Linked DNA regions of Mus musculus: region 2 is linked to region 1. The links are chromatin contacts, called in public promoter capture Hi-C maps. All regions are on one chromosome and are shown on one strand. Each heading gives the region's core, a stretch centred on a gene start, on an enhancer-like site or on the middle of the called end of the contact. The rest is flanking DNA. Distances are from core to core; before and after follow the strand shown.

Region 1 (3,079 bases), core at 504-3,003:
CTTTTTTCCCAAAGTGATAGAGGACTGCCTGGGGTAAGTTACCCAGGCACAGACATTCATGGAAAGTGCTTAAAGGCACACTGAAGGTGCATTTCACCGTGTAAATTTCACTCCCATATTGGTTCTTTTCATTATTTTGAAATATACCATCCTGACTGGTCTAGAACTCATATTATTGGCCAGACAGCCCCATCTTTTTCTTCTGCCTGTGCCTTTGAGTGCTAGGACTACAGATGTGTACCACCAGGCCCAATCTTACTTCCTTTTTTTTTTTTTTTTAAGTAACACACATGTAAGTAGCTCAGTATACATTTTTATGCTTGTCTATTTCTATGCTTGTTTGTTTACCGTATCCAGGGTTAAGCACTGAGCCTATGACATGGTAGGAGAGCACTCTTTACTGGGCAATACCTCCAGCTGTTATACTTGTCTTCTCAAACACCTATGATTATTTATTATCTCTACCAATCTGCCCTAAAATTGAGTTATGCAGAGACCATTTCTAACCTTTGCCAAAAAATTGTAGTCATAGAACTCATGTTTCTAAATCAAATAAAAATTATGTCCTTCACCACTAGTAAAAATTATAAGTGCACATAAATGAATACATGCAAAACCTGATGCTCCAAACACCCATTGTGGGATCGAGTACCAATGTCACCGTTCCTATTTAAAGCATAAAGCCAAGAAGGCTGTCCCAAGAAAATAGCTTCCCCAACCACAGGGCTACTTCTAAATTAGTGTTTCTTCTTGGTTATCCCCGTTAACAAATCTAGGATCTTCTTTTAGAGGCTTCCCCTAGGGCTTTCTAGGTCCCTCCACAAAAGGACTTGATTGATGCCGGAGGTGTTTTACAGAAACTCCTGTGCTCACAAGAAAAACATCTGACAAGATAAATTAGCGGGGCAAACTCCAAGAACTATGCCCCCTCCTTGACAGCTGCCAACTCCGGGTACCAGGAAACCATCTTTCTCCATCCTTCATGAAGGCAGAATGAGAATACGAATCAAAAGACCATGGGCCATAATAAGTAAAGTCCTCCAGGCTGGGGGGTGATATGTACATATTAGGGTTTCCCCTATATTCCAGATCACAAGCTTTAAATCAAAACAGCCGAAAAGGGTAGGTTCCGCAGTTACAACTAGCTGTCCACTAAACCCTGGGGCGTTGTTGTCTCAAAGCGGGCACCTCTTACTTTCTCAGAAATATGCAACCTGCGGATACAGTAGCGTTTAAAAAAACCAACACCAGAGTGCGGGCACCGCAAAGGGCACGGGCCGGAGCGGCCAAGCAGTCCTTCCCCGGCTCAGGCCGGAGGGTGGAACGGCAGTTCTCCTCGGGTCGGCCCCGGGCCGCACGGACGGACGGACGGACCGACGGACTGTGGGACGGTCCCCGCGCCGCCCTCCCGCACTTCCTCCCGGCAGCGCCCGGGCTCCCGCCCTCGCTCGGGGGTGGGGGTGGGGACCGCCCCGGAGGCCCCGCGACCCGGCCCAGCCCCCGCGGCCTCCCCCGGGTGCGCCTCACCGCCGCTCCGTCCCGAGGTACATCGCCCTCCGGACCCGCTGTCCCCGCTGGCTCGTCCTGCTGCGGCCAATGGCTCCGGCACGAGCGCGGTTTGAAAATGGCGCGGAGAGAGACGGTCGCGGCCCACAAGGAGGGAGCGCCGCCGTTGCCCCGGTAACGGACCGGAGCGGCCCACAGTGGCGGCGCGCGCGCCGGCCGCCCGGAGATGGCGGCTTTCGGCCCTCGGTGCCCGGAAACGTAACGGCCGGCCGATGCCGGGGCTACGGCGCCCCCTGGCGGGGAGCCCGAACCTCTGCGGTGCCCGAGGACCTTGCCAACTGGCCGCTGGCGGTAACCATCAGCTAACCCCCAATGACCTTTCACAGGTGAATTTCTGCTGATCGCCCTGTCTTCCCCCTGGATGTCACTGTCCTTGCAGCTTCTCCTGGCTACCACTTGATAACAGTTATTGCCCCGTACCCATGTAAACCCCCAGAATAGAATCCGACCATCAAAACCTACTTGTTTACGTTTCTCCCTGCTGCTTCCAATTGTGGGCTCCTTGAATCAGATATTCTTTTATTCAACTGTATTTCTCTAGCATCTGTCACAGTATTTGTAAATGTTAAATTGAAATGAATTGCTTACAATAGCTTGCTCATGGTTACAAAGATCATGGTCAAATCCCCAGAGTCCACCACTCTCCTAAAAACTTTCTAGATGGTTAAGAGTTGAGTTTTTGTTTGTGCGTGTTTTGTTTTCTTTTGTTGTTTGTTTCTGCTTATATTCCTTACCAAGCCGGCCTTTCCTCTGACTATGTACTTTGTCCACTGCTCAGCACGGAACTGTATGTTGGGATGTGAATTGCTCTGTGCCGATTCATTCTTTGTTTTCACGTCTCAGTCTCCATTTTGTGTGCTTTGTCCGTTTTTAATTGGAAGTTTTAAGGAGCTAATGAATCCTGTAGAGATTTTTATACCATCTTGCACATATACAAGTAAGCATATGTTTATGTAAAGACAAATATCTTTTTTAAAAAAAGTCATAAATATCAGAAATTGGCTGTGCATAGCCATCTAGTGAAGATAGATAACATTGGTGGCCCCCCTTACCCCAAACACACACCAACTAAATGTTAGAACAAAACTCAGTGAAGAAATACAACGGGGTACATGGGATTGAAAGCTACAGTTAGCCTTTGTTCCAAGTGGCATTGATAACCCAGAGTCAGGGTCACTGCTGACCTCCGAGGCCTAAGGTCAGGGATCCTGGCACACAAAACTTGAAAGATGAGAATGCAGAATGCTGCTGCTTCCCACCCAAGTCCTAGCGCTTTAAGCAAATTGCATGGCTGTGGAGGCATGGAGGAAAACAGATGCCCTCACCACAGAAAGTGAGCTTTGTAGACTTAATATCAGCACCAACAGGAGTTCCTGAAACACTTAGAATGAGGTTTGCCTAGAGGCTGGTGGGGTCCTGATTGTAAGGAGGAAGAAAGCCAGATGTAAAGGTAAAAGAGTTGCTTTCACTGAAAACTGATGCTGTAGTTTAGATCTGAAATGTGGTGGTCTGA
Region 2 (2,793 bases), core at 125-2,624, 550 kb before region 1:
ACAGCTTGAATAGAATATAATCTCTGGGCATTAGCAAAGCCAACATTGCAAGGACTGGGTCTCCCCGGATCTGAGACAAGTCACAAGGTAGTCAAACTTTCCTGGCGCTTCAGTGGGAACAGCATTTAGCTAATTCCTAGAAAAGAAAACACTGAACCAGTCCACATCTGCCGGTTAATCTAAGAGAACACGCTGGCTCCCGGTGCTTACTACCCCCCAGGGAGGAGACAAAACGGAGCTCGCTCATAAATTAATGTTTCTGCAAGCAAACTAAAATTTACTGCTGTTCTTCAGGGAGTTCTGCCTTCAAGTAATGCAGTGAGAAAGTCCTCCCTACCCCCCCCCAACATGCACTCACACACACACTCATATAGACACTCACATACACATATATACATTCACATACACTTACATGCTCACACAGTACATACACATTCACACACACATAACAGATACTCACATCCAGGTACACACACACACTCACATACACACACACATACACTCACATATTTACACACACTCACATACAGGAATGTGCACATAATCACACACACACATTCTCACACACTCATAAGCACATATGTAGACGCGCACACATGCACATACACGCCTTGACAAAGTACTCTTGCTTTACATTCAGCTCTTTTTTTCTATTCCCTCCCTCCCTCCCTCCCTCCCTTCTTCCTTCCACACATACTTTCTGAACCATTGCGCGTGTTGCATGATTTTTAGGTGACATTTCTGGAAACAGCAGTGAATAAATGAAATAATAAATTAGGCATGTTCATCCTTCTGGAAAAACAGTAAGTGACAGGACGCTGGTGAGGGCCACTATGATTTTAAGCAAATGGTCAGAAAAGGTCCAGTAAGTAGCTGAGGCTGGGTGCGATGGGGTGCGCCTATCATCCCAGCACTCAGAAGTCAGAGGCAGGGGGATGGAAAGTTGAGGCCAGCCTGGGCCACAATAGAAAGATTCAATATAAAAAAGAAAAAGGAAAGGAAAGGAAAGGAAAAGAAAGGAGAGGAAAAGAGTAACTACAATAAAACTGTGATGAAGTCAGCGAGAAAGAAAGCCTTGTAGAGATCTGAGGGCAAAGCTGGAAACCCGAACTACAAACTACAGGAGTTGGCAAAGACGACAAGCCGAGAGAGGTGGCAAAGAAGGCAAGCCGAGCCAGTCCTGCGGCTGGATCTCGTTCTTCTCTCAATATTTTATGTTTGTTGTCACAGAGAGTTGCATTAACGTTGATGCTACATTAAAGAGCTACTGTCTTGACTCCTGATCGGCACATTGACCACATTGATGTCACTTCCTCCTAGTGTGGCTGCAGTGGGGTGGAGCCAGGGGGAGGGACGAGGTGGGGTGGGGGTGGGGCTGCTAGGAAAGCACTGTGGAATTCAGAGTGAGGAGGGACTGGAGGGAGCTGGGTCTCCATTCTGCATTTACTGGTAAGCCCCTGGGGTGCTGTGTGTTTTCTGAAGCTACCACAGCAAGTCACCACAAGGCTGTGACTGACACAACGAAAGCTTGCTGTCATTCTGCAGACTAGTAGTCCAGCATGGCCTCAGGGGACAACATGAAGCCGTTGATATGACTGCATCTCTTACTAGAAGATTCTTAACCAATTCCAAAGTCATCTAGGATGACATTTCCTAATACAGTGTAGAAAAGTCTAATCTGAGAATGTGATGTCACTCACATTCTCCAGTGGCTTTATTAGAATTTCTGTATTAAAAAAACATAAGGAAAAACCTCTTGACTGTTAAGGGGGAACTTGAGGAGAACATCTCCGGGGATTACTAAATATGATGATTTGAAGACTTTCTCAAGATCTTCTCAGCAGGCTTTCAGAAGCTGGCTTCTACTTCTTTGTCTTGCTAGTGACATTTGGGGACAGTGCTTAGAGGACTCAGGTTGCCTTCCCCTTGCTGCTGGCTTCTGGCCCTCTTCCTTCATATCCAAGGTCAGCATATCGGTTTCTGCAATCCACTTTCCTCCTCCATGGCAGGTGAGGGGTGGGGTACGGATGCCACAGTGTGTGTGGAGGTCAGAGGACTGTAAAATTGTTTCACTCTGCCCACCTTTATATGGCTTCTGGGTATTGAAGTTGTGTCACCGGGCTTGTGAGTTGTCTCCCCAGCTCCATGGGAACTAGTACGATCAGAGTGGGCCACTTAAACAAACCAGGACAGCCTTAAGTTAAAACTGGCCTGCAAGCACCCCTTTAAAGGTCCTTTTTACTAGGGACTGTAACCTAGCCATGGCCTCCATGGATCAGGACTTAGGCATCTCCAGGGAACTGCTGTTCTGCCCACCACGAAGGATTTGAGCGTTGGCTGATTGCTTGCCCTCTACCTGGCAACTGTTCCCTCTGCTCAGGTGAAAGCAGCTAGAGGCAGTGGGTGGGACAGAGAGGACAGGAGAAGAAGCAGGGGACAAGTGAAGAGGCTCTAGCTACAATTCGGAGTGGAGGCTCCAGCCAAGGGAGGGGACAGCTATGCAGGACAGAGTCAGGCCGATGACACTGAGTCTCATGCATTAGCTCGACTAGGTTACAGTCTGCAGTTACTGAAACACTAGTCTGGGACTGCAGTGAAGATATTTTATGTGTGTGACTAAGAAGATAGATTAGTGGATGAATCACTTTTTGGTATAACATGAGTACAAACAGCCAGGCAGGTAAGATGGCTGTCTATACTACCAGCACTTGAGCAGCAGAGACGGGGTTCCCAGGACAAGCTGGCTAGCTAGCTGAGCCAGGAATGTCAAGCTCTGGGTTCAGTGAGAGACCT

What was found. Promoter capture Hi-C pulls out the DNA fragments that hold promoters and counts their contacts.
Region 2: a promoter capture Hi-C map of embryonic stem cells shows a contact between it and region 1, with 2.0 times the contacts expected there. The contact joins the promoter of Chaer1 here to the promoter of Cep135 in region 1. A contact is called at or near these places in 4 of 39 promoter capture datasets (the HPC-7 cell line, HPC-7-derived erythroid cells and embryonic stem cells) and 1 of 115 datasets of contacts at active chromatin or transcription factors (memory CD8 T cells).

What each region holds. Positions count from the first base shown.
Region 1 is chr5:76,587,373-76,590,451 of GRCm38.p6, reverse strand. It overlaps Cep135 (centrosomal protein 135), which reads right to left and starts at 1,753. Exons shown (of 26, transcript NM_199032.3): 1 at 1,528-1,753.
Region 2 is chr5:77,138,886-77,141,678 of GRCm38.p6, reverse strand. Chaer1 (a long non-coding RNA gene) reads left to right here and starts at 1,374. Exons shown (of 2, transcript XR_880410.2): 1 at 1,374-1,449.